Regions from separate parts of the Mus musculus genome. Here all the other regions are linked to region 6. Evidence: chromatin contacts called from public HiChIP or PLAC-seq and promoter capture Hi-C data. All regions are on one chromosome and are shown on one strand. The core of a region is the stretch at or near the end of the contact, and the rest is flanking DNA. Distances in the headings are between cores, read along the strand shown.

Region 1 (3,098 bases), core at 511-3,010, 1.3 Mb after region 6:
ATTGTTAAATGTTACCTCCGTCCCTCCCCAGACACAAAGTAGTAATCATAATTTATGTGGCTGTATTTCCCCATGTCTAAGTATATAAGCCCAGGGGAATTAACCTAAGGTCTTAAAGATTCAGAGGGCTAAAACTTTACTTCCAGTATATCAAGATCACATGTAACCAGTTTCAAAACTATTATCTGAAGTTGCCTGTGGGGTTGGAGATTCTGTCTGATTCAAACCAACAGCAAATACTAAAACATCACCCCAAATAAGGTTATCATTTTGTGTATGTCTTTATGATCATGGGAATTCTAGGTTTGATGATTTCTTATGTGTTTTATTCTCTGGATTCCAGAGGAACTAAGATGTAACCAAAGACACCCTAAATACCTTCTTCCAAGTATTTTGTCAAGTCCATTCTAAAGGCCTAAGGCAGTTTTTTTTTTTTCCTCAAGACAGGGTTTCTCTGAAACTCAGAAATCCGCCTGCCTCTGCTCCCCAAGTGCTGGGATTAAAGGCGTGAGCCACCACTGCCAAGTCTAAGACAGTTTTTATCAAGTGAATTTTAATTTTTAAAATGTTAAAGAGCCGGGCATGGTTACACACACCTTTAATCCCAGCACTCTGGAACGCTGAGGTGGGCGGATCTCTCAGGCCAGCCTGGTCTAAGGGAGTACCAGGACAGCCAAAGCTACACAGAAAGCCCCAAAAATAAGGGGGTAAGGGAGGGAAAGAACTGGAAAGAGAAAACAGTAAAGTTATCTGTCCAAGTGGCAGACAACTGTTAGGAGAGTAAAGATCATTTAAGAAATGCTTATAATCCTAAAATCCGTGTCTCTCTCCACTTCTTTTCAGTATTATAGACAGGCTTGCCCAGCTGTCTAAGCAGAACCTCAAAACACTGTAGAGGCTCTAGGAACAAATATTAAAGGCCGCCTTCAAAAACCGGAGCAGTGGTCATACAGGAAAGCCAGGTTGTTTTAGAAGCTCCAGAAGTGTCTTCCAACGGCCCCTCGAGCTAGGTCAAGGGGCGAAGGGGGTCCCCACTAAGAAGACCTGAAGTAAAGACTTTAGCAAAGCACGTGGTGGGGAAGCACGGTAGGAGAGGAAGTGGGGAGCCATCGATCCGCACACAGGGACCTGGCAACACGTGCCGGCTCAGCTCCCGCGGGTCAAGAGCCGCGACTGGCAGAGGGGCGCTTCCGTCGCCAACAGCTGGCCGCTTCCTTTTCGAGGTGGCCTCACTGCTGCCAGTCGGGAGCATAGATCCGGACAGACCGAAGGGTATGGGCAGAAGACGACGCGCCTTGCCTCCTTACCAACCGCCCAGGGTCGGAGCATGCCTGGGCCCCTCTCTGTACTCCTCGCGGTCGCCGGCCCGCACCTCCACTCTCCAGCCCAGGCATGGCTGCTCAGTCCCCAGGGCGACACCAGATCTCCCCACCACGTCGCCCCCGGCAGTCGGCACGCGCCCCTCGGTGGCTCACTCGGCAAGACCCAGACGCCACAGCCCTCCGGAGAGAGCCCCAAACCTCTCCCTCTCAGCCTCGACTCCAAGACCCCCGAGGCCGCACTCACGGTTGGCGATGTCGCCCCCCATCTTATACTTGGTCACGACCAGGTCCTCGGCGATAGTTTGCTCCTGCTGCTCGTCTTCGCCCGACATCTTCCTACTGCTACTACTGCAGCTTCACTTTCCCTGAGCTGCGGCCTCCGTCTCCCTTCCCAGCCACAGGCTGTAGCTAGAGTCTCTTCGATCCGCGAGGAAAGCGCGAGCAAGCAAGGGAGCGGGAGGGCGGGCAGAGAGAGCGAGAAGCTGCGAGCGCGCGGGCTGAGGCGCAGGGCACACTGGGACAATGAGTCCTGCTGTCGGCCAGTTCCCAGCCGCCCTCGCGGGCTCTAGAACTACAATTCCCAGCCTGCTCCTCGCGCCCGTCCGCCAGGCCCTGGGAGGACTTGCCTTCCCAAGTCTGCGCACGCCGGAATCGCCGGGCACGCTGGGAAGAGTCTGGCCCCGGCGGGAAGGCGGAGCCGTTGGGGAGCTTGAGGGAAAGCGTGGTCTCTCCGGGAAAAACCTCTCATTCACGCCGACCCTGAGCTCGTAACAGCGAGGGGCGGGCCAAGCGGGGAGGGGTGGAGCTACAGGGAGAAAAGGGTTGAGAGGCCGCTGGGCAGGGTGGAACAGGGTGGAGCCTGGAGCCATAGGACTAGGGTCAGTGGGTGTGTGTGTACGTTTTGGGCGGTTGTCCCGTGCGCGTAGCCTTGGATTCCCCTGTCGGCCGGCGCGACCGGCCTGGCTGGTCAAATCCTCCAGTGCTGGGATAACCTCTGGGAGGGGCTGAGCGGAGGTGGAAGTCCTAGGGTGCTGGAAGCGAGCACTAACTGGACAGTCTGGGTGATTATACATGTACCATGGCCTGCTAATAGAAAAAGGCCAGACTTCCTACTAGACTAGAATAAAATAGCACTATTGTTCCAGCCGTGGTTTTTGATGGGGGCCATCTAAGGGAAACGTTTATGAGGGATTTGGTCACTCTTAAGAGTTCTGAATCGCCGGGATGAGGTGGCGCACGCAAAGGCAGGCAGATTTCTGAGTTGGAGGCCAGCCTGGTCTACAGAGTGAGTTCCAGGACAGCCAGGGCTATATGGAGAAACCCTGTCTCGAACAAAAAAAAAAAAGTTCTGCATCATTTCAAGTTTTCAGTACCCAACCTGTGTAGGAAAAAATAAAAACAACCCAAGGCTTGCTTGAGCTTTTTCATTTTCTCCCAACAATCAGGGGGTTAGGGTTTTGTTCCTAATTGTTTACACTTTTGTTCCTTTGTAGGGATCCCCAGTAAAAAACCCTTTAGTAGAAAGGACTAGAAATGCAAAGCCGGGCACTGGTGGTGCACGCCTTTAATCCCAGCATTTGAGAGGCAGAAGTAGTCGGATTTCTGAGTTCGAGGCCAGCCCGGTCTACAGAGTGAGTTCCAGGACAGCCAGGGCTACACAGAGAAACCCTGTCTCGAAAAAACAAACAAAAGAAAAAGACTAGAATGCAAACAGGGTCTGGAGAAATAACCTGGTTGGTATAACCTGGTATCCTTGCAGAGGGAAGGGAGTTCCCA
Region 2 (3,324 bases), core at 240-2,739, 1.5 Mb after region 6:
TTTCTGAGTTCGAGGCCAGTCTGGTCTACAAAGTGAGTTCCAGGACAGCCAGGGCTATACAGAGAAACCCTGTTTCGAAAAAAAAAAAAAAAAGAAAAGAAAAGAAAGAAGTATACACGTGTAAAAACATGTAGTGCATGCAAATAGCATTAAAGTCATTTTGAGACTTGAATTGAAAGGAGAGAGGTTAAAGCTGGGAGAATTGCAAGGAGGACAATGTGTGAGCTTTTGAAAACTTAGTTGAGGTTCTTATTAGCCTGTTTTGTTTCTTTTTTTTTTTTTTTTTTTTCCTTTTGGTTTTTTTTTTTTTTTTTTTTTTTGGTTTTTCGAGACAGGGTTTCTCTGTGTAGTCCTGGCTGTCCTGGAACTCACTCTGTAGACCAGACTGGCCTCGAACTCAGAAATCCTCCTCCCTCTGCCTCCACTGGGATTAAAGGCGTGCGCCACCACTGCTCGGTTGTTTTGTTTTAAAGTAGAACATATTGTCTACTACTGAAGTACTAATATTTCCCCACTTCTCAATTTGAGAGGCACTGTTGGACGTTAGTGTAAGCCAAAGTTGGGCAATAGAAGAGGGTGAAAGAGTTAAGGAAAAAGCTTTGTAGGAGGAGGGCAGACACCTGAGGAGAGGAGCTTGAGCCAGCACCTTCCTGACAGAAGAGGAAACAAGTTTAACAGGATTTAGCCCCAGAGGAACTAAATTGCTGATGGAGGAGGGGAGGGACCGGACCGGGCTTTGGCGCTCCTTCCAAGAACAAGGCACAACCTAACAAAGGGAGTGGCCTCACTGTCCCGGTAGATTTAAGGGTGGAACTGCTCGCGGTAGCCAAAGCTAATCCGAAGTGTGGGGCGCGGCTAATTAGAATACTGACTGGGTCCGCCCCAAAAGCCTTCACCCCGTGCCCTCTGACCCGAGAGGATCCAGTACTGAGCAGCAGGCCAAGAAGTTACCTCGCCGGCCGCTGAATCCCCAGGGCTGCCCGCCCCAGTTCAGTCATGGAAACCGCCAGCACCCCCGAGGCCACGGGGACAGGTGACCGACTCGCAGTGCGCCGATCTTTGCGCACCCCTTCGTAGGTCTCTGATCAGTTAACCTGGGCGGCCGAGAGTGGTCGGCGTGCCGAGTAGACCTGCCCACTTTTAAGTGTTAGCCCGGGTTTTCGTGTATCCCTGGGGCTTCTTTGCCCATGCCAACACGCGCCCTAGGGTTTGGTGCAGGCGAGGGGCCTTGCATATTCCTTTCCTCTTTTACCAGCTTTCCTGCTGGGTCCCGGTGGGCCTTGAGCCTGCGAGGACTGTCTGGGATAAGGCTTATGCCCAAACTTCTCTCCGAGCCCTAGGGATTGTTTTATATACATCAGGAGGTCAACAGTGGCGTCGGTGGTAGTCTAAGAGCCCATGACTGTGAGCGTCTTACACTCGCCTTTTCCGCCTCCCGCGTCAGAGAAATGGTGCAGTCTCTCTTTAAGATTAAAATGGTGGCTTGCTAGGATGAGGACTCCACTTCCGGCGGGGAGGGGGGCGGGACCCCAGCCCGCTCACGCCGGAAGTGGTTCGGGTTCTCAAGATGGCGACTCCCTATGTAACTGACGAGACCGGCGGTGAGTGCGGGGATCGCGGAGCCGCCTCTCCCGGGATTCTTGGGTTAGGGGTTCGGACTTGGAAAAGGGTTTGTGCCACGCCCATCCCGGGGCTCCTCCTTTGCCACGCCCCCGTACCGCCTTCCCCATTCATTCCTTTTGGGTTGTTACCTGCGCCCCCTTCTGGTCTCGTGTTTTTTGGGGGGGGTCTCTGCTTCCGGTCTCCCAAACCCTGGGGTCCTCCAATGTCCCCTGCTCCGGGACCCTTAGGCGCTTCAGCTCTTTCTAGCTGTTGGAGTCCCGTACCTTTGCAAGGTTCTCCAGCATTATGGGCTCCTGTGCTCAGTTCCCTCCAATTCCAACCCCCTTTCTCCCTCCCCCATTTCTTACTGTTGTACCTGCTCTCTACCCTTCCCTGTTTTCATTCTTTCTCTCCGGGCTGTGTCTGCTGATGATCTCATTGCTACATAGTGCTTTCTTCTTCACTCTTTGCCCCATCTTCATTGGGTGGGGGTGGGGGTGGGTGTCACTGAAATCCAGACGTGTGAAGGGAAGAGGAATTTAACTTTCAACTTGACTTTTCTCCTTGGTGGAGTTTTCCATTTAAAGTGGGAGAAAACAAACAGGAAAGTATCTACTGGCCTTTCTCTCAACGTCTTTGATAATTGATAGAACCCCATGATTTCTTAAAGGTTGAGTAGCACTTCAGTCGAGCTGTCTGAAATGTTGGAAGTCAGCTGTTTGTGTGTGAAGCTGAGAATCGGTTTTATGTTTTTGTCTTGTTTGTAGTTGCCTTGTCTTTAGGATAATGTGCAATATTGACTTCGAGATGATCAAATAGATATTTGGAAGACGTAGTGCAAGTACCCGGTGACTGTTTTTGTAGCCTTCATCTTGGTCTTCATATGTGACTAGGGTTTTGTAGAAGTGATCCTGTGATTGTGCGGTAATGCACGGTGTGTTTTAAAATGTGCCATTTATGCTTCTTGGTTTGCTTTAAATGTTCCTTATTAAAATTAAAAGCATGAGCCACTGTGCCCAACCTTTAAAAAGCAACTTTCATCTTTAACACTCCAATCCCCAGATGTGATCTCACTATGTGGCCCTGGCTGGCCTAGAGCTCACTGTGTAGACCAGGCTGGCCTTGAACTCATAGAGATCCACTTACCTCTGCTTCCCAAGTTGTGGGATTAAAGGCGTCTAATACCATGACAGGCAGTTTGCAGCTTTTAATGTGTACCTTCTTATTCTTTTTATATTCCATCTGGCCCCTGCCCTGCTATAGAGATAGTTTCTGTTCTTTGTGGCTCTGTAGAAGAGGAAAATAAGCTGTTCTTTTGCCTCTCTGCTTTTCAAATGCAATTTTAGCAAAACGGCAGTGTTCCTATCTACTGCCCACAGATTATGTTTTTTTGTTTGTTTTTTTAAAAGACTTATTTTGTGTGTGTGAATGTTTTGCCTGTGTGTATGTCTGTGCGTCATTTGTGTGGTTGGAGACCACAGAAGTCAGAAGAGCTATTAGATCTGAGGCTGGAGTTTGAGCTGTAGGCCACTATGTCGGTGCTGGGAATCAGACCCCCAAGTCCTCGGTCCACTGCAGTAGCCACTCTTAACCTCTGAGCCAACTCTCTAGCCCTTTTGTTTTTATTTTTGTTATTCTGTCTGTAGCAGCTTGGGAATGCTCTGAACCCCCTCGTTCCTGAGCACGAGATCATTGACGTACCTTTGTATTTTCAGCTACACC
Region 3 (3,211 bases), core at 461-2,960, 1.6 Mb after region 6:
CAGCGTCACAAATGTAGCAAAGGATGTGCCAGTGTGGGAACACCAGAGAAGAGGAGGAGAGAGCTGTCTGGAGACAAAGGAGACCAGAGCCCCCAACCACAGCCATTCTTCCCCCTAATCTCCCCTCAAGATGAGTAATGGTTGATGACCCTAACCCTGCATGACTCCCTTGGATGAATCAGTCTCTGGATTTGCAACCAAGCCTGTCACTCGCCCTGGGCGGAAGGCATAGTATGTGCCTCCTTTCTTCCCATAGACAATCAGATCACCATCTCTGCACTCTTATGAGTCATGCAGGGCCAGGGAATCTTTCCAAGTCTTTGGATACCACTGGTCTTCTCATTGAGGGTTAAGGTTGGGGGAAGGGTCCCTGGAGACCCAGAAGGAAAGGAAGAGACAGCCTGGTTTTGTCACAGCTCTTGGCTTAGGCTCTTCCTTACTTCTACCAGCTGTGCCATCCTGTTCCTGCCATTTGTTTCGCAGGCTTTCCAGAGAGTAGGAGGTGAGGAAGGAAAGAGGGTACGTGGTGGAAGAGGTTGTCCTTCCCTCCCACCCAAGTGACAGCTGGACATATAAGGGTTAGTCGAGTTGGCCAGATGGCATCAAGTTGTGCCAGGGAAGTTAGTGTGGGGAGGGGAATTCTGTTTTCCCAACCACTGCAGCTGTCGCCCCCATCAGCGTTAGAGAGTGAAAGCTGACTCAAGTCTCCACAAAGTTACATTAGGGGGAGGGGACAGATCAGAGGAGTTACTGGAGCACCGGGTCCTTCTGAAAGCTGGCCCAGATGCTGTGTAACCAGGGTGGATGGAGGAAACCGGAGTTGAGGGAAGAGGTTCATACCCCACGTTGAGGTGATCCACCAACGCTTCGGTCAGGCAGGTCGCTGCAGCGATAGCTTCTCTCCTCCTCTTCTCTGGGGAAGGGGAAAGGGGTTGGAGCAGACTTCGTATTTGAAAGATGGTGCTAATGGGTCCTCACGCACTTATTACTGTTCTAGAAACTGCCAACTAATGCCAGACCTCTTAAAAAGAACCTTCCATACATAAACAAAACAAACCCCTTTATTTTGGAGGCAAAGAAACTGGGGCCCTGAGAAGGGAATGGACACTCCATCAGGTACGCCCAGGACTCTTCCTAGACATCCTTTTTCCACTACTTTGGGCAATGGATTGGCAACTCCAGGATTCCCAGTCTAGGCCTGGGGAAAGTTGTGCCTTAGCTGTGTGGCAGACTGGGCAGTCCCCAATTCCTCCCACTTCCGGGGTGAGAAGCTGGCTGGGCCAATTGGCAACGCGTTTCGCGCTCCAGGGGCGGGACTCAGGCGCCGCCTGGGCGGGATTGAGGGAGGTGGCGCAGGGACCCGAGTGGTGCCAAGGGGACCAGGGCTGGTTGGCAAGGGGACGGAGTTTCCAGAAGTGCCGCCCCCAATTCCCTGCCCGGCACTCGGGTCGCCCGCTAGCCGGCGCCCTCTCCTTGATCTGGGAGGTTACCCGAGGTCCAGGCCTCTGGAAGAAGCTAGGCCGCGGCCGGGAGCTGCCGACCGACCGGACGCTGAGCTCACCCTGCAGCTCCTTGCGTTCGTTCTGCTTGGCTTGGTGTTCTTTGAGCAGGCGGGACAGCATGGTCGAGTCTGGCTGGGTGTGGGCACGGCGGACCCCTCCCTAAGGCTGCAGGAACTGGACTATGCCTTGGCTCACCCGGAAGGCGTCACGTGATCGCAGTATCACGTGACGCAAGAGCCTCCCTCTGCTTTTGGCATCTGGTGGTTGGTATTGAGGAGCTAAAGGAGCGAAGTGGAGGGTTGGTTGCTTGGTGGGTGAGCTGTTCGCTAATGAGGCTCAGTTTCTGGAGTCAGGAACACTTTTCGCATTTAGTCATGCTGAAGAGTCAGTTTTCACATGCTCTGGCTGTCGGGTTTTGAGAGGATTGGTGTCCTGATGCTGTCCACTACACTTCTGTTACTAGGGTAGCAGAAGCTCTCTGAACTCATTGAAATTCTTCTCCTTCCCTCACCTTACCTCCTGGCAATGCCGGCCGATTCTCAGTGGATTCCCAGCTTCCTCTCCCTAGAAGAGAATGCTTTCTCTTATTTCCCAGCCCTCTTGTCTTCTCACCTCTCCACCGAGGTTCTCTCAGCTCTGGGTGATCACTGTAGAGCAGCATTTTAGGCACCTCAAGCAGCCTTCTAGGGAGCTTTGCTAATGTTGCGGGCAGTGAGTGGTGAATGCGCAGATCTATCTCTGTCCTTTTGTGGTCAGGGAATGCGAACCCATTTTAGTCGTGGCAGAAGCGTAAGTGCTACTGCCAAAGTGAAAGGTAAATTATACAGTGCTTCTCCGACTAAGGAGGAATGCTTCCAGGACTAATTCCAACTAGAAAAATTATAAACACCATCAATTTATTGCTGTTGTTTCTCTCTCTCTCTCTCTCTCTCTCTCTCTCTCTCTGTCCCCTAGGCTCCTTGTGCTTTTCATGGTGGCCAGGAATCCACCAGCGCTACAAGTAACCGGAGCTAAGGGGTGCATTACAAGTGTGCAGACATACCATGTGTCCCACAACTTTGATTCTAGCAGGCCTGAGGCAGAAGCAGGAGGATGTCTGTGTATTTGAGGCCATCCTGGTCTACAGAACAAACTTTGGGGCAGCTAGCAATATGTAGAGAGACCTTGTCTCAAAGCAGAAACACACAGACCACAAAAAAACGAATGTGGAGACATGCTGGCCAAACTTTGGTCAATTTTCTTACCCATTCTGAGCTTTAGTTTGATTGTTAATAAACTAAGGTGATTAGACTAATGTTTAGCTCTGGCTAAAGAGTAGAACCGCATTGAAGAGTTTGTAAATAATACTGTCATGTATGGTATACTGATGCAAACCTGTCAGGGGGCTGAGGTGGAAGAATGGGGAGTTCTAGATTAGCTTGGGCTACATAGCAAGACCCTGTCTCCTACTCCCAATTAAAAAGAAACTTGATCCCAAATTTATTTATTAAATAGACTTTCTGAAGGATTGATCTATGTATGTATGTATGTATGTATGTATGTATGTATGTAGCTAGCTAGCTATCTAGCTATCTATCATCTCTGTATCAGGTGATTCCAGAGTGCTTCCAAAGCTGAGGGACGTGGGGCTAATTCATGTCTGAGACTGTTTACAGCTTTGTCATCTACCCAGCTACCCATTTTCTGAGTTATGGCGCAGATGAAGTTGA
Region 4 (3,457 bases), core at 625-3,124, 1.4 Mb after region 6:
TGTGTGTCGAATATGTACTTGCTGATACATTCAAAGTAGTTCTAGGAGTGGGCCCAGCTCAAAAACAGACAACAGAGACTCACTGGTTACATTTCCCATATCACAGGTAAAAGAATTTTTTCAAGGAACCCACCACCACCACTGCCCTCAATATCCTTTATCTGAGCCAAGCAGTGGTGGCGCAAGCCTTTAATCCCAGCACTTGGGAGGCAGGTGGATTTCTGAGTTCGAGGCTAGCCTGGTCTACAGAGTGAGTTCCCAAACAGCTAAGGCTATACAGAGAAACGGGGGGTGGGGGGGGGGTGGGGGGTGTCCTTTATCTGAGTGTTATCTGATCTCCTTCCACCTGAGCTGCCGGCTCATAGAAGCTCCTCAATTTTGATTCTTCTGTCCATCCTAGGGTTAATGACTAATGAGTAGGAGAAGGTGGAGTGTCTGAAGTCTGAGAAAAAGCCAAAATAAATTACCAGACTGAATTACCTGCCTCTAGTTTTCCCTAAAATTTGTGGGCTGTCACTGAACAGGGTTACCTTGATGAGGGGAAGAGGAATGCCCGTGAGAGCAGAGGCATCCATGAATTTCTTGAGGTCCTGGTGCAGAAATTCAAAAACCAGATAAAGCTTATTTTCTGTGTGGATGACATCCAGCAGCCTGCAAGAGAAGGTCCAGGAAATGGAGTTGAAGGAGAGAAATTCTGAGGCTAAGCAAGCAGAATTCGTCATAGTGATCATCTCTCAGAGCAGACTTACTTGACGATATTAGGGTGATTAAGTTCCTTAAGGAGAGAGATCTCTCGGATGGCAGTACTGGGTACACCTTCAGTCTCACTTGGAGAGGTTGGGAAAACAGAGACAAGAATACGGTTACAAACATCATTCTCTCAGGGATACACAACCCCCAGCCCCCTTAGGAAGGCAGACAGGAGAGGTGCTGTGAGGAGTTAATTTCTGGGTAGTTAGGGTGTGGCTTTTAGACATATTTAAGGCCATTATTTCCTCTTTTTCCAGTGAAAGGTAAGAAGAGCCTCCAGGTGAATGAAAAGCAGAAGAAAGGTAATAGGGGAGTGGGGTGAGAGTAGCTCCCGGCCTCCCCTGAGGGCCAGTGAATCTCAACTGCCATTCTTTTGAAAGAGAGTGAGGGTTCTAAGTATGGTGCTGGAGCAGTGAGGAGAGCTCTCCATTCAGAAAGGAACTTTTCTCTGGTTACCACATAACCCAACTCCACGAACAGCCCTGGACCCCTCCTATCCCGGGCTCCCACCCCACAACTTTCTCTTCCCAAGTCTCTCGGCTAGCAGATTTGGGAGCACACCGGCTGGAGCACTGCAAGAAACTTTCCCCTGGATTCCAGCCCCGGACAGTCTCCTCCGGTAGAGCCTCCACGGTCGGCCAACCCACCGCTCGCTTCACGCGTCCCTCCCTCCCTCCCCGCTACCTTCCGGTCCGGGGACGCTACCCGCCTGTTGGGGTAGGGGGTTGGGAGGGGGACAGCCAAGAGGTCCGGGCAAAGGAGTTCCGGCTCCGGAGGCCACTCACGTGTCGAGCCGGATCTTCTTAAGCGCCACAACTTCTCCCGTCAACTTGTTTTTGGCTTTGTACACCACTCCGTACGTGCCCTCTCCAATCTTCTCCACCTTTTGGAAGTTCTCCATGGAGCGCTAGTGAGGCGGCTCAGGCCCCCGGGAGCGGGGCCCGGGAACCCTGACGAAAGCGGGCCCGACACTCGGAGCGGAGGACCTGGGGGACCCCGGGTGAGCACGGCAGTCCCAGCTCGGGATGGAACGCAAGGAGAGCTCAGCCCTTGACAATTTGTCCAACTTGAAACAATGTTGCCGCCTCCCCCACTGCTCCAGACGGCCATCCGAGACCCCGCCCCTCCTTCCCGCGTTTCCCTGGCCCCGCCCCCCGCCCTTCCGATTGGTTCACGTCACGAGGGCGGACCGGACCATCGCGCTCCCGCCTCAGAGGCCCCGCCCTGGGCGGGCGAGCCGCGGGGCAGCTGCACAACTTTCCCGCAGTTCCTGGTTTAGGCTCCGCAGGCCGGAACTGGTGGTGTTTCTGGTCTACGGATTTCCTTACCTTTCCCTCACAATTTTCACCACCCCTTGGGTGAGATTAAAATTCCACCTGGACAAGAGAGTCTCTTTTAAAAAGCAAAACCTGGGAATCTTTAAAAGAAAAAGAATAATGTATTTTATTTTAAATGGTGTGTGGGTCTGTGTGTCTGCATTTAAGTTTTCACAGAAGCAGCAGGTGCCCTGGAGCTGAGGTTCTAGGCGGTCGTGAGCCTAACTTGGGTGCTGGAGCTGAACTCTGGTCTTCTGCAAGAGCGGCTTGCGCTCTTAACAGCGGTGCTGTTTCTCCAGCACTCTCGCCTGCTTTTTGGAAACATCTCATAATGCAGCCCTTGTTGGCTGGAATGCGTTCAAAAGTCCAGGTTGTCTTCGAACTCACAGAGATCCGTTTGTCTCGGTCTCCATGTGGGGCACAAAATCCGGTCTCTCTCTCTCTCTCTCTCCCACACACACTCCCTCCTTCTCGCCTCCCTCCGCTTTCTTTTTATTTTTCTGAGACAAGGTTTCTCTGTGTAATCTTGGCTGTCCTGGAACTCTAGTCCAGGCTGGAAAATCGGGACTCTTATTGTAAAGGATTCTTTGGCTAGATAATAGAGTCGTTTCTCAGCCTAGCTTAATACTGTCTCACTGTTTCGGGGTTCATTGGCTGCCTGTGTTGTTTTATTGCTGGCAATCTACCCTCCCAGCCCCTTCTGGATGCTTTTGGATAAAGGTGCTGTTTCTGTCTTAAGGATCTCTTGGTTTGACACAATTCTCTTCACTCTGTCTTGCTGAATTGTGACTGTTAAGTATGTGAATTGAGGCTGCCCATCAGTGAACTCTTTCCAGAATAAGTGTGTCAGTGAATGTGACCCAGCGAAACCAGAAACTGTCATTGAGCTGTGTGGGATGAAATCAGTTCTGGCCCTTTCCTTCTTCCCAGGTTTCCCCTCCTCTGGAGGGAGAGGAGGAAGGCCTATGCAAATGACCATCCCTTTCTATATAGGGGCTCGCTCCCACCCCCTGGTACCTTTGGCTGCTGGCAAGAGGACCACTATGGGTGTCCAGAGAAGGAGCTTCCTTCCCGTGCTTGTGCTGAGTGCTCTGCTGGCTGTGGGGGCCCTAGAAGGTGAGTGTGGGTGGGTGGTCAGGAGCAAGTGCTATTAGCAATTGAACACCAGCTCTGGGTTTCCCCCTTCTAATCAGACAAGTCAAAATACTTTAGGCTTGTCCTATTTGATTTTAGTGAAGATATGGTTTTGTTTGGTTTTTTTATTTGTTCAAGACAAGGTCCAGTGTAGCCCAGGCTAGCCTCAGATTCACTGTGTACCCACGGATGAACTCAAACTCCTCATCTACCTCCTAAGTACATACTTAAACCGTTGTGCCCAGCTTTAGATGTGA
Region 5 (3,121 bases), core at 73-2,572, 1.4 Mb after region 6:
TGCTGTCATCCCTAGGATAAAGGCAAGAGGGAAAACACACTCAAGTCTACTTTCATGGCACTAAAATCTAAGAAGGAATCTCTGTCAAAGGCCAGAGGGTCTTTGTGAGGCTCCAGAGACTTAGACTTCTAGCCTGAGGCTGACGGGGACAAAGTCAGATTTGGGAAACTCATTCGTTTCCCCTCTCAGCCTCGGAAACCCCAGTGAGGGAATTTCAAATGCCTGGGACTTCCAAGAAATCTCAGACTGTCAAAGCCAAGAATTAAGGCTGCTCTCAGGTATCAGAGACATTTTCTTGGTCAAAGCCATCGTAGATTGGCTGAACCTTCTGGGAGCAAAGCTAAATCGTGAGGTCCACAGCAAAGCAACTAGGAGGTGGAGAAAGGGCAGAAAGGCGGGGAAGGGATGGGGAGCAGTCCCACTAAGCTGAGCGGTCTCACACACCGAAAGAGACCGGCCCTCTCCTGGATCCCTTGAGTGGTTGCCTCTGGGGAATAGCCTGGAGCTCTGCAAGCCGCTGCACTTCTCTGAAAGGGATATCTTTCTCCAGCTTTCTCTTCTTGACCATGGGCTCCAGGTGGCAGGATGCTAGCCTGCTATCAGGGACCAGTCAGTGCACGAGCAAAGAAAGACTGCCACCCCCGGCTCTTCTCTATTGTGGGCAGGAGGCTGAGGCCCCTCACATGTCGGTTCCAGGCTGAAGCATCTGCCGTCAAAGCTCTTCTTCCCATCTCAGGTCTTTCTACTCTCCATTCCCACCCAGGCCTGTTTCGGTATTCCACCCCTGGCTGCTCTACCTCTGTCCCCAAGGCCTAATCAAGATGTCACCACAAGCTCCCACTGTCCAAGTCACGGTCTTCGCTTAGCAACACCAAGCACCCTTTCCCATCCTCCCCAAGTGTAAGGAGGAACGCCCCCTCCCCCCCCCCGCTATACACACAGCCCCCGTCCTCTCCCTCTCCTCAGGCTTGGGAGTTGTTACTGAATTGGTTCCCTAGCCCCATCACCCCCCTACCCCCCCTCCGCTAGCCGCCTTCTGCCTGAACTTACATTATCCTTCCCTTGCCGGTGAGACCCTGGGGTGCGAACGCGGCCGCCGCCTTGGAAACGGCGAGGGAGTGCGGGTGGTGTGTGCATGTCTGCGTCTCGGTGGCAGGCAGGGGTGAGCCCAGCCACTCACCTTCCAGGAAGCGTGGATTCCTGGAAGTGAGGGGAACCGCCGTCATTTCGCAGGCAGTGGCAGCCGCACGGTGAGCAGGGGCCCACGGCTGCAGCCGGCAGAACCGCTCAGCCCAGGGTGTATGTGCTGAGAGCCTCGTGTGTATGTGTGTGTGTGTGTGTGTGTGTGTGTGTGTGTGTGTGTGTGAGAGAGAGAGAGAGAGAGAGAGAGAGGGAGAGAGAGGGAGAGAGAGGGAGAGAGAGGGAGAGAGAGGGAGAGAGAGACAGGAGAGAGAGAGAGAGAGAGAGAGAGAGAGAGAGAGAGAGAGAGAGAGAGAGGGAGGGAGGGAGGCGTGGATGCGCTTGGGGAGGGGGCAGGAGAAAACGTACCAGTGTGTGTGTGTGTGTGTGTGTGTGTGTGTGTGCGCGCGCGCGCGCTAGGCTACAGCATCCCTTTTCCAAGACAGTGGAGAGGTGGGAATGGGGGTGCACAGGGAGTGGGGGTGCAGAGGGAGGGTAGGCAGATGTGTTTGCCCTCCTGCCCAACAGACAAAGAGGAGCTACAAAACAAATGCTTGAGAGGGGGGCAAGTGTATGTGTGTGTGGTGTGTGTGTGTGTGTGTGTGTGTGTGTGAGAGAGAGAGAGAGAGAGAGAGAGAGAGAGAGAGAGAGAGAGGAGAGCCGCAGGCTTGTGGGGAGGAGGAAGGGGGTGTCCCAGGGAAGGCCCAATCCTCTGCCAGCTAGGGAAGCCAAGGCCCCACAGGTCATGGGGCCCGGGACACAGGGGCAGCCTCCAGGATCTAGAAGTGGCAGAAGGCTCCTCCCCTAGCAAACTCAGGCTCCTTTCCATCTGCCTCTCCTTCTGACAATCCCCCTTCCCATCACTGACTAGTGGAGATCTGGGACCCTGAGCTTTTTCTAATCCCTGGTTGGGTCTCCCTGTCTTCCCTCTCTCCCGTGCCTCTGGGGCTCTGGCTTCAGGAGTCCTGGATGAATCCTGTCCTCTATCAGGAGAAGGCTCTTGCTCGCTTTCCTTCCAGAGGAACTGTTCACTGCTGAGCTGACCTACTTTGGAAGACTGCATTTTCTGATTCCAAGAATTTGGGATGGGAGGGGCCATGAAACTTTGGGCTGCCAATCCTTGCACCTCTCTCTCCTCAGGTTCTCTTAAATGTTTCAGGGCACCAGGATAAGCTCTGCTCCATTTGATTTGAGCAACTCAGTTTCTGTTTTCAGTGTCTGTGGTGGGTAGGGTGGAAATCTGTGCTGTAAATTAGTGGACTCTCGTTTCCCCCATTTCTTCCCATGGGAATTATCTGTACTTTTAGAAAGGAAGTTGGGGGGCGTGTGCTTTCAGAATCAGGTTCTATGAGATGGTAACATCCCTTAGTAGAACGAGAGGCCTCCTCTCTTTATCAGGTGGCCAGTGGGGGAGGCGGTGACCTGAGAAAGGGCCAGTAAAAAACCAGACACTGGGGACAACTCTCTGCTTTCGGATCAGCCCAGGAGAGGGATGGAGGTCAAAAATGGGTTCTTACATGCCCTATTATATACCCTCTTGGCCATGTCTGGCCCTGAAGGGGGCATTCTTTAGACCTAATGTCAGTGCTGCCCTGACTTTGTCTTTTTGAAGGTAGCTGCTGACATCTGGAGTTCTCAAAATACACAGGAGTGGTTTGAGTTTCTTATTCGGAGACTGTGCTGGGTCCACTTCGCATCAGGCCAGGCCTGCTTAAGCTTGGTTTCATAGCACAGTGAAGCCTCAGATATTGCCTGCTCGCGTCCAACATACTCCCGAGACACGACTGAGAAGAGCCCACGGCACATCTCCCTAGCCGCCTTCATGGCTTCTCGCTTGCCTTCCTTAGGGCAGGGATTGGATTCTATCCATCTGACAGTAACCACCCAGCACTAACAACTGGGTCCTTGGTGTTCTTGTTGCTCAACAGTGAATAAACCTGAC
Region 6 (3,167 bases), core at 244-2,743:
AAAAGATGAAAGTCGCGACTTGCCCTGCCCCGCCCCAAAGGCTTCCCGGGTAGTGTGCAGAGACTTGACCCGCCTCTCCAGGTCAACATGTCACAACACGACCTCAGCCTGTCAAGTCACATGACCTCTGCCTGTCACTGACAACCTGGTCTGTCTTTAGGCCAGGAGAGACCATCTGGTCCAACCCACCCCCCACCTCTACTAACAGAAGGGGAAATGAAGGTCTGGAGCGAAGGAGCAGTCTGGCCAAGGACCTGTCACCGTCGCACCATCCAATAGCAACCGGTCTTGGTTCAGTTTCTACTTAAACTCTGGCTTGCCCCTCTTGAGTCTACGACAGACTATGTAATAGGCCACCACATGGCCTCTGTTTTCATGGCACAAAAAAAAAAAAATACGTTTTGCAAGATGTTTTTACTTTTACTCAAGTTTTCTCCACAGAGCTGCTTTTTACCTTTATCGTTGTTTAATTTACAAATGAGTAAGGTAGAATCCTTGGACAAATTAAACTAGAATCTGTGTTTCCTCTGATGACCCAGTCCAGGGCAATCATGCGTTCAAGTGCATGCACGTCCCAGGCTCTACTGTAGGTCGTGAACTCAGACAGCTAGAGGCAGGAGGCCAGCTCCTCAGCAGGGAGTCACAGGACTCGCTATCTCGGAGAAGGAAGAGGGTGGATACTGGGCTTAGTGAAGGGCGTAAGAGCATCACACAAAGCAGGGGTGGGATGAGGAGGAGGCAGCAATCTACACTCTGTAAAGAACTTCAATCCTAGCACGTAATGGACGATTCAGAAACAAGCGTTAAAGGTGCCTCTCTGAGAGAAGCGGGTGGACTATCAAGGAACTCAGTCTTTGGGACGCATTAGAAGGCTAAAAGAGGAGGAGAGCTCTTAAAAGATTCGAGGAGATGTCAATCCAGGTGAACAAATTGGAAACTTTAAAGAGGTTCCAGAGCCCCGGTGCCCATTAGCTGGGAGGGGCCAGGGAAAATGGGAGCCTTTCATGGAGGAGTAAGTTAAAGGTGATGGGAGGTGGGCAGACAAGTTCAGGAAGGACAGCCGTTGGGGCCGTTGGACACTGGGAGCTGGCGCTCCGCCCTCTTTCCTCTCTCCCCCATAGCCCCCCTCCCGCACCTCCCACCACCATCGACGTCCCCTGCGCGTGCGCGCGCGGACACCGGTTGCCAAACATTGCATCATCCCCGCCCCCCCATCCCCTCCCTCGCCGCGCTCTCCTCCGCGCGCGCGCATGACTCACTCACCTCCTCCGCGAAGCCGCGTGACCCAAAGCCACTTCCGGGTCCGAGACAACGTAGACTCTCAAGCCAGAGGGCGCGATGGGGGTGGGGCCGTGAGACTCCTGAGTGGCGGATGTAAGGGATGAGGCGGAGCCAGTGCCAGCGTGCCGCTTTCTGATTGGTAGGCTCCTGGACCCTGCCCCCCCCCCAGGAGGGGCCGGACAGCATAAAGGATACTCGCTCTCCGCTCTTGAGGTCAGTTATCTTGAGCCTAACACGTCGATTATATCATGTTGAAGATGAGCGGGTGGCAGCGACAGAGCCAGAATAACAGCCGGAACCTGAGGAGAGAGGCGAGTACTGGCTCCGTCTAACCCTTACCTTCCCATCCTGGCCAGCATAGCTATTTTATAAAGTTGGAGACAACTGTTCTGGAGGATGTAGCCCCACCCCTTCCACTGTAAGCTTGTAGACTGGGAAGGGTGAAGGCCGGGAATCCCTGATTCAGGAATGGTGCTTACAGGCCCTCTCTTGCATTGGGCGATTGCATTCCCGTTCCCTTGTCTCGAGTTGGTCCCCACTCTGCAGAGGGACTCCGGTTGCCTTCGGGAACTTGTCTCTGTAGTGCGAACTGCGGGCCAGCTTAGGCCTGGGCAGTTCGCAGGAAAGGCGGGGCAGCAGGACACACCCCCAAAGTCGGGGACTCTGGCTGTCTCAGCCTTTTCTTCACCAGCCTCATTCCCCCCAACTCTTTCAAGCTGAAGCGCCTCAGTCAAGGGGCCAACATGGCCACGTTAGTAGCTGACTCTCAAGTTCAAGAGAACGCGAAGACTGACAGATCTTTGCGAGTGGGGGTGCTGGTGGGAGGAGCATAGATGGGTTTTTCCCTTTTCCCCAGAGGTTTCTAGGTTTCCATACAAGAGAGCAGCCTGGATCTCTTTAACTATGGGAAATTATTTGGGATCTCTCCAGGGTCTTCTGCTTCTCCCAGGGCTGATTGATCTCTGCTTCTTTCCTCAGTCCCGTCTCCTAACTAAACTGTGTAACCATTGCGTCAGGCCAGCCCACTGTTTGTCTCTGCACCCTCAGGCCTGGGGCTCCTCTGCTGATGAAAGCCAGGTCCCACACACTGGAAGACCAAGGGAGTTTTCCCTAGAGGACAACCCTGCAGAGAAACACTCAGGGCAATATTGCATCTGCAGTCCCCAGAGACAGCCAGCTCCGCTCTGCCTTTAGGCTCAGTGGGCTTAATTCTCTATAAGGGAACTTGGGGGAGGGGCTTTTTCCCCATTCATTCCTAACAAATGCCTAATAAGCACCCACTATGTACCAAGTATCTGGGGACCCAGGGTATATTAGGAGCAAAAGATAAAACTGTTCTCAATAAAACTTACATTTCAGTATAAAGCAAAAGGGAAAAAAAAAACAAAAGCAGGGCAGAATAGTTCAGGGCGGTGACTAGAGGTTGTCATCAGAAGCCAAGCCTGTGAGCCAAGCCCCGGTGTTAGAGCTTTATAGAAGGGAGAGGCTGAGCAACAGAGTTAAGATAAGCATGCCATGCCGGTATCTTTAGGAACAGGACTAGAGTAAGCAGGAGAGGGTGATGAAAGGAAACTCAAGCAGCCGGTCTCATAGAGCCTTGCAAGCACCCTCATGATGCTAATCTTTAACAATCATGAAACAGGAAGCCATTGGGGGATCTGAGCAGAGGAATGATCATAGCACATGCATTTAATTCCAGCACTCAGAGAGGCAGATCTCTGAGCTCCAGGCCAGCCAGGGCTACATTATGAGACCCTGACTCAAAATAAATACAAAAACAAAGGGTTAGGTATGTAGCTCAATAGTACACTGCTTGCCTGGTATGTAGAGGACCCTAGGTCAACCCACAGCCGTGAAAATAAAGTAAAAGACAAGAATAGAAACAG
Region 7 (3,547 bases), core at 391-2,890, 1.5 Mb after region 6:
ACAGTATAAGGGGTAGGAAGTAGTCCTTTGGGTCAAGATCCCAAAAGGAAGACATAAATCCCCGAACAGCTGGTGACTTTGTTTTGTTTTGGTTGGGATAGACCTGGGTTGGGTACAGGGTTTGGTTTAGTGCTCACCAAGTTATGGATGACGTTGGTCAGGGTCCAGACAACAGGAATGCTGAAGAAAGGGATGCTGAGGAGAACCACATGCAGCAGTCCTACCAAGATGATGTAGGCCAGCCAGATGCCCCGACTGTTCATCACTCGAGTGTTGGGGTTTACTTCGCTGTGTGCCACCCCCACATTCATCCTACCACAGTGAGGGATCAGGCAGGAGTCCAACTCAGTCTCCTCATTAGCCCTGATTGAGCTTGTTCCCCAGCTGTCTCCTGAAAAGCCAAAATCCCCTGAAGTCTTGGGAATGAAAGAATTTCCCTACCATGCAAAAAAAGGAAAAACTGAACACTTTGTTAAAACTTGAGAAGAGGTGAAGCAGCTGGGTGTGGTGGCTCATGCTTGTAATCCCTGAATTTAGGAGGTTGAGGCATGAGAACTGTTTGACCTTTCTCCAAAACAAACAAAAAGGCAAGAGGGTCTTCGAAATGACTAAGGTGGAAAAGGTATTTGTCACCATGCCTAAAGACCTGAGTTGGATCCCCAGGACCCATGCAGTGGAAGGTGATAACCAACTCCGGAAAGCTGTCTTTTGACTTCCGTACCTTCAGTTGTTAGTGTGTATACTCACACAAGTGGGGTTTTTACTCAGATCTTTACATTTCAACTAAATATAAAGCAGTAAGTTTAGACTGTGAGACCTATTTGAAGGATCGGAGGAATCGGGAGTATTTTAATTTACTTTCTTGAGGAAGTTAGTGAATTATAAAGAGGTCACACATACCCAGAGTTCCACAAGAAAGCTATTCAGTTAATCAAGGGACCAATAAAGAAGGCACTGAGAGTAAAGCTACCTCTAGTTCCCATCCTTTTTTCCTGGGGCTTGTCCATCCTGTCTCTCACCCGCTTGGCATTGTCAGCAGCCAAGCAATTTCATCCCTTCACTGAACGTGGGGCGCTGCAAAAACTTACCCAATTTTTAAATTAGTCTAGGAAGGGGTCTGAGCTCAGTCCCTCAAGAAATGGGAGTCCTTCCCTTCTAGGAGCGGTTTTAGTTTTTAAACTTCTGCAAGCTCTAATGCCTACTTTTGTTTTTTGTTTTGTTTGTTTTAACCCGCTCTTGCCTGTCCCACAATTCCCCAAATCAATTACAGAGTCCGCCCATGCTCCTCCCAGAGTCCCAGTTTCGCATGTCACTTTCTTCACGGGATCTCTCGAATCTAAGGTTGTCGTTTCGCCGCCCTTCCCAATACTCCCACCGATTTCTCTCTGTAACTTTTTAAAGTTTCACGGGGCCCATACCTGCCAGCTTCAGGAGCCCGTCCGGCTTGGGGCACAGCGCTGGCTCTTACACCTGTGGTCTCCAGGAAGTGGCCGACTTTCGCCCTGTCTGCGCTCTCCCTATTGGCGGAACAGAATCCGCGCTGTCCCCAATCATTGGTTGGTTACGCAATGGAGACGTACAATTGGTCGCCTTTTCTCTCGTTAGGCCATGCAAACCCCGCCCTCCCCTGGATCCACCTTTTTAGAGAGCCGTGGAAAGTGGCCAAGAGGCGTGAGAGCGCCGCCGCCGCTGACTAATGGGAAGAGCCGTTGGTGTGAGGTGGGAGCAAGAGAAACAGCGATTGGTTGGATGAGCCTAAGCGCCTGAGGTGGGGGCCAGCGGTGGGGGTCCGGTGGACTGAGGCGCATCAAGATGGCGGCCGAGACGGTGGAGCTCCACAAGCTGAAGGTACCGTTACGCGGGGAAGGCTGAGGTGGGGTTTCCTGGAGCCTAAATTCTACGCGGGGCCCTGCGCGGCCTTATTCCACGTGTTTTCCTGTCAGGCGCCCGCTTACACTTCTTTCCTGGCTCCCGTTGTTGTTTTGTGCCTCCTTTCTTAGGCCTACCTTGAACTTCGTTTCTCCTCAGTAATTTATCGCTATCGTTACCTGGTGTTTACCTGCTGTTACCTGTTCTTCTCATTGTTTTTATTACCTGCCACCCTTCCCTGCTCGGCTGTGAAGCGCCTTCTATCTTTTATACCCCTTTCTCATTTAATCTTCATTACGTCAGTGGTCCTTCCCCCGTGTCCCATGCTGACCCAAAGTTATGGTTTGTTTGTCCGTCCCCCCCGCCCCCCAACGGATTGATGTAGTCACTCCTCTTGTCCCAAAGCTGGAATTCCTCAGTTAACATATAGTGGCATTTTTGCATGTTTTGCTGAATATGTCCCAAACATAACCCAGAAAGTGCTTCCGTTCTCTTTTAACAAGGTGGGGTTAAGACCCCGCACTCGAATTTTTAAAATCAAGGAGAGGAGAGGCCTTAAGATAGGTTTCTCGGTGGAAACCTGGGGTAGAGGCTTCTCCAAAAGGTTGTAAGATGGCAAACACATCAATCCTAAAAGTTTTTCGAGTTTTCTCAGGAGGTTCTCAATGACCTGCCCTCCCTCCCCTGACTATCCTACCTCTAGAGAGAGAACGTGTAGGGTAGATAGCTGTAATATGAGAGGTGTATGAAGTATGTTTGAAAACCTTAGGATTTTGTTTGTCCTTTTAACCTTTGGGAAGGATCCCAGCTCTCTTGATGTCACCCCCAACTCCCTTTTTGGGTCTATTTTTGTTATTTCCGTGTGTCTGTGTGAGTATATGATGGATGCATGCTCTTGGAGGTTAGAAGAGGGTGTTGGATCCCCTGGAGCTGGAGTTACAGGCAGTTTTGAGCAGCCTGATGTGGGTGCTGAGAGTAGAATAATTTGGGTCCTGAAGAGCAGTAAATGCTCTTCACAACTGAGACATCTTTTCAGGATGCCTTGGTGTCACTTCTTGATAACATTCTTGAACCACAGGATCTATTGAGTTGTACATTTTGGTAACCCGAGGTTCTTTTCTTGTATGTAGACTTGCCCTTCAATTATTATTCTGTAAGGACAGTAATTCCTTTTATGAAGAATTAAGAAACTGTGTTGAGGCTGGAGAGATGGCTCAGCGGTTGAGAGCCCTGACTGCTCTTCCAGATGTCCTGAGTTCAATTCCCAGCAACCACGTGGTGGCTCACAACCATCTGTAATGGGATTTGGTGCCCTCTTCTGGTGTGTCTGAAGATAAATACAGTGTACTCATATACATAAAATAAATAAATAAAATTTAAAAAAAGAAACTATGTTGATTATTGTTTGTGTTTCAGAAGAAGCTTTACCGTTAGTTGTTTTGGTCACCTTATTCTGGGAATCTCATACAAATCAAATTTAATACAAACTGAGAACTGTTCTTACTGAGACATGATCTCACTCTGTAGCTCTAGCTGGCATGAAACTCACAGAGATCCTACCTTTATGTCTCCCAGGTGTCAGGATTAGAGACATTAACTGTCATGCCCAGTTTTTTGTTGTTGTTTTGGGTTTTTTTTGTTTTTTTTTTGTTTTTTTTTTTTAATAGTTGTTTTTAAT

What was found. Promoter capture Hi-C pulls out the DNA fragments that hold promoters and counts their contacts. HiChIP or PLAC-seq counts read pairs in DNA pulled down with a chosen protein or histone mark. Capture Hi-C pulls out chosen DNA fragments and counts their contacts.
Region 1: a contact with region 6 is called in a promoter capture Hi-C map of pre-B cells, with 2.9 times the contacts expected there. The contact joins the promoter of Pa2g4 here to the promoter of Ddit3 in region 6. A contact is called at or near these places in 11 of 39 promoter capture datasets (the 3T3-L1 cell line, the C10 cell line, cranial neural crest and 7 more), 6 of 115 datasets of contacts at active chromatin or transcription factors (astrocytes, embryonic stem cells, epiblast stem cells and 2 more) and 2 of 9 other capture datasets (liver and macrophages).
Region 2: a contact with region 6 is called in a promoter capture Hi-C map of pre-B cells, with 4 times the contacts expected there. The contact joins the promoter of Pym1 here to the promoter of Ddit3 in region 6. A contact is called at or near these places in 3 of 39 promoter capture datasets (the C10 cell line, neutrophils and pre-B cells), 1 of 484 Hi-C or Micro-C datasets (B cells), 5 of 115 datasets of contacts at active chromatin or transcription factors (CD4 single positive thymocytes, bone marrow-derived macrophages, embryonic stem cells and 2 more) and 3 of 9 other capture datasets (adipose tissue, liver and macrophages).
Region 3: a contact with region 6 is called in a promoter capture Hi-C map of neutrophils, with 4 times the contacts expected there. The contact joins the promoter of Bloc1s1 here to the promoter of Ddit3 in region 6. A contact is called at or near these places in 2 of 39 promoter capture datasets (neutrophils and pre-B cells).
Region 4: a promoter capture Hi-C map of pre-B cells shows a contact between it and region 6, with 5 times the contacts expected there. The contact joins the promoter of Cdk2 here to the promoter of Ddit3 in region 6. A contact is called at or near these places in 9 of 39 promoter capture datasets (the 3T3-L1 cell line, 3T3-L1-derived adipocytes, the C10 cell line and 5 more), 2 of 484 Hi-C or Micro-C datasets (B cells and embryonic stem cells), 4 of 115 datasets of contacts at active chromatin or transcription factors (fetal liver, large pre-B cells, memory CD8 T cells and 1 more) and 3 of 9 other capture datasets (adipose tissue, liver and macrophages).
Region 5: an H3K27ac HiChIP or PLAC-seq map of extraembryonic endoderm stem cells shows a contact between it and region 6, with 4 times the contacts expected there. The contact joins the promoter of Ikzf4 here to the promoter of Ddit3 in region 6. A contact is called at or near these places in 1 of 39 promoter capture datasets (liver) and 3 of 115 datasets of contacts at active chromatin or transcription factors (double positive thymocytes, extraembryonic endoderm stem cells and stem cell-derived neural progenitor cells).
Region 7: a contact with region 6 is called in a promoter capture Hi-C map of adipose tissue, with 2.8 times the contacts expected there. The contact joins the promoter of Sarnp here to the promoter of Ddit3 in region 6. A contact is called at or near these places in 4 of 39 promoter capture datasets (erythroid cells, liver, neutrophils and 1 more), 1 of 115 datasets of contacts at active chromatin or transcription factors (astrocytes) and 1 of 9 other capture datasets (adipose tissue).

Annotation. Positions count from the first base shown.
Region 1 is chr10:128,564,174-128,567,271 of GRCm38.p6, forward strand. It overlaps Pa2g4 (proliferation-associated 2G4), which reads right to left and starts at 1,761. Exons shown (of 12, transcript NM_011119.3): 1 at 1,567-1,761. The coding sequence starts at 1,654.
Region 2 is chr10:128,746,966-128,750,289 of GRCm38.p6, forward strand. It overlaps Pym1 (PYM homolog 1, exon junction complex associated factor), which reads left to right and starts at 1,490. Exons shown (of 3, transcript NM_001170869.2): 1 at 1,490-1,601. The coding sequence starts at 1,568.
Region 3 is chr10:128,921,814-128,925,024 of GRCm38.p6, forward strand. It overlaps Bloc1s1 (biogenesis of lysosomal organelles complex-1, subunit 1), which reads right to left and starts at 1,711. Exons shown (of 4, transcript NM_015740.3): 1 at 1,562-1,711; 2 at 841-913. The coding sequence starts at 1,622.
Region 4 is chr10:128,703,177-128,706,633 of GRCm38.p6, forward strand. It overlaps Cdk2 (cyclin-dependent kinase 2), which reads right to left and starts at 1,875. Exons shown (of 8, transcript NM_183417.3): 1 at 1,536-1,875; 2 at 750-827; 3 at 531-651. The coding sequence starts at 1,651. Pmel (premelanosome protein) reads left to right here and starts at 3,082. Exons shown (of 11, transcript NM_021882.4): 1 at 3,082-3,182. The coding sequence starts at 3,110.
Region 5 is chr10:128,644,671-128,647,791 of GRCm38.p6, forward strand. Ikzf4 (IKAROS family zinc finger 4) reads right to left here and starts at 1,323. Exons shown (of 8, transcript NM_011772.3): 1 at 1,051-1,323. The coding sequence starts at 1,137. Gm26876 (predicted gene, 26876) reads left to right here and starts at 1,214. Exons shown (of 2, transcript NR_152728.1): 1 at 1,214-1,250; 2 at 2,792-3,121.
Region 6 is chr10:127,289,300-127,292,466 of GRCm38.p6, forward strand. It overlaps Ddit3 (DNA-damage inducible transcript 3), which reads left to right and starts at 1,494. Exons shown (of 4, transcript NM_007837.4): 1 at 1,494-1,592. It also overlaps a transcript of Mbd6 not described here.
Region 7 is chr10:128,820,124-128,823,670 of GRCm38.p6, forward strand. Sarnp (SAP domain containing ribonucleoprotein) reads left to right here and starts at 1,641. Exons shown (of 11, transcript NM_025364.3): 1 at 1,641-1,848. The coding sequence starts at 1,813. Ormdl2 (ORM1-like 2 (S. cerevisiae)) reads right to left here and starts at 1,506. Exons shown (of 4, transcript NM_024180.6): 1 at 1,419-1,506; 2 at 138-391. The coding sequence starts at 311.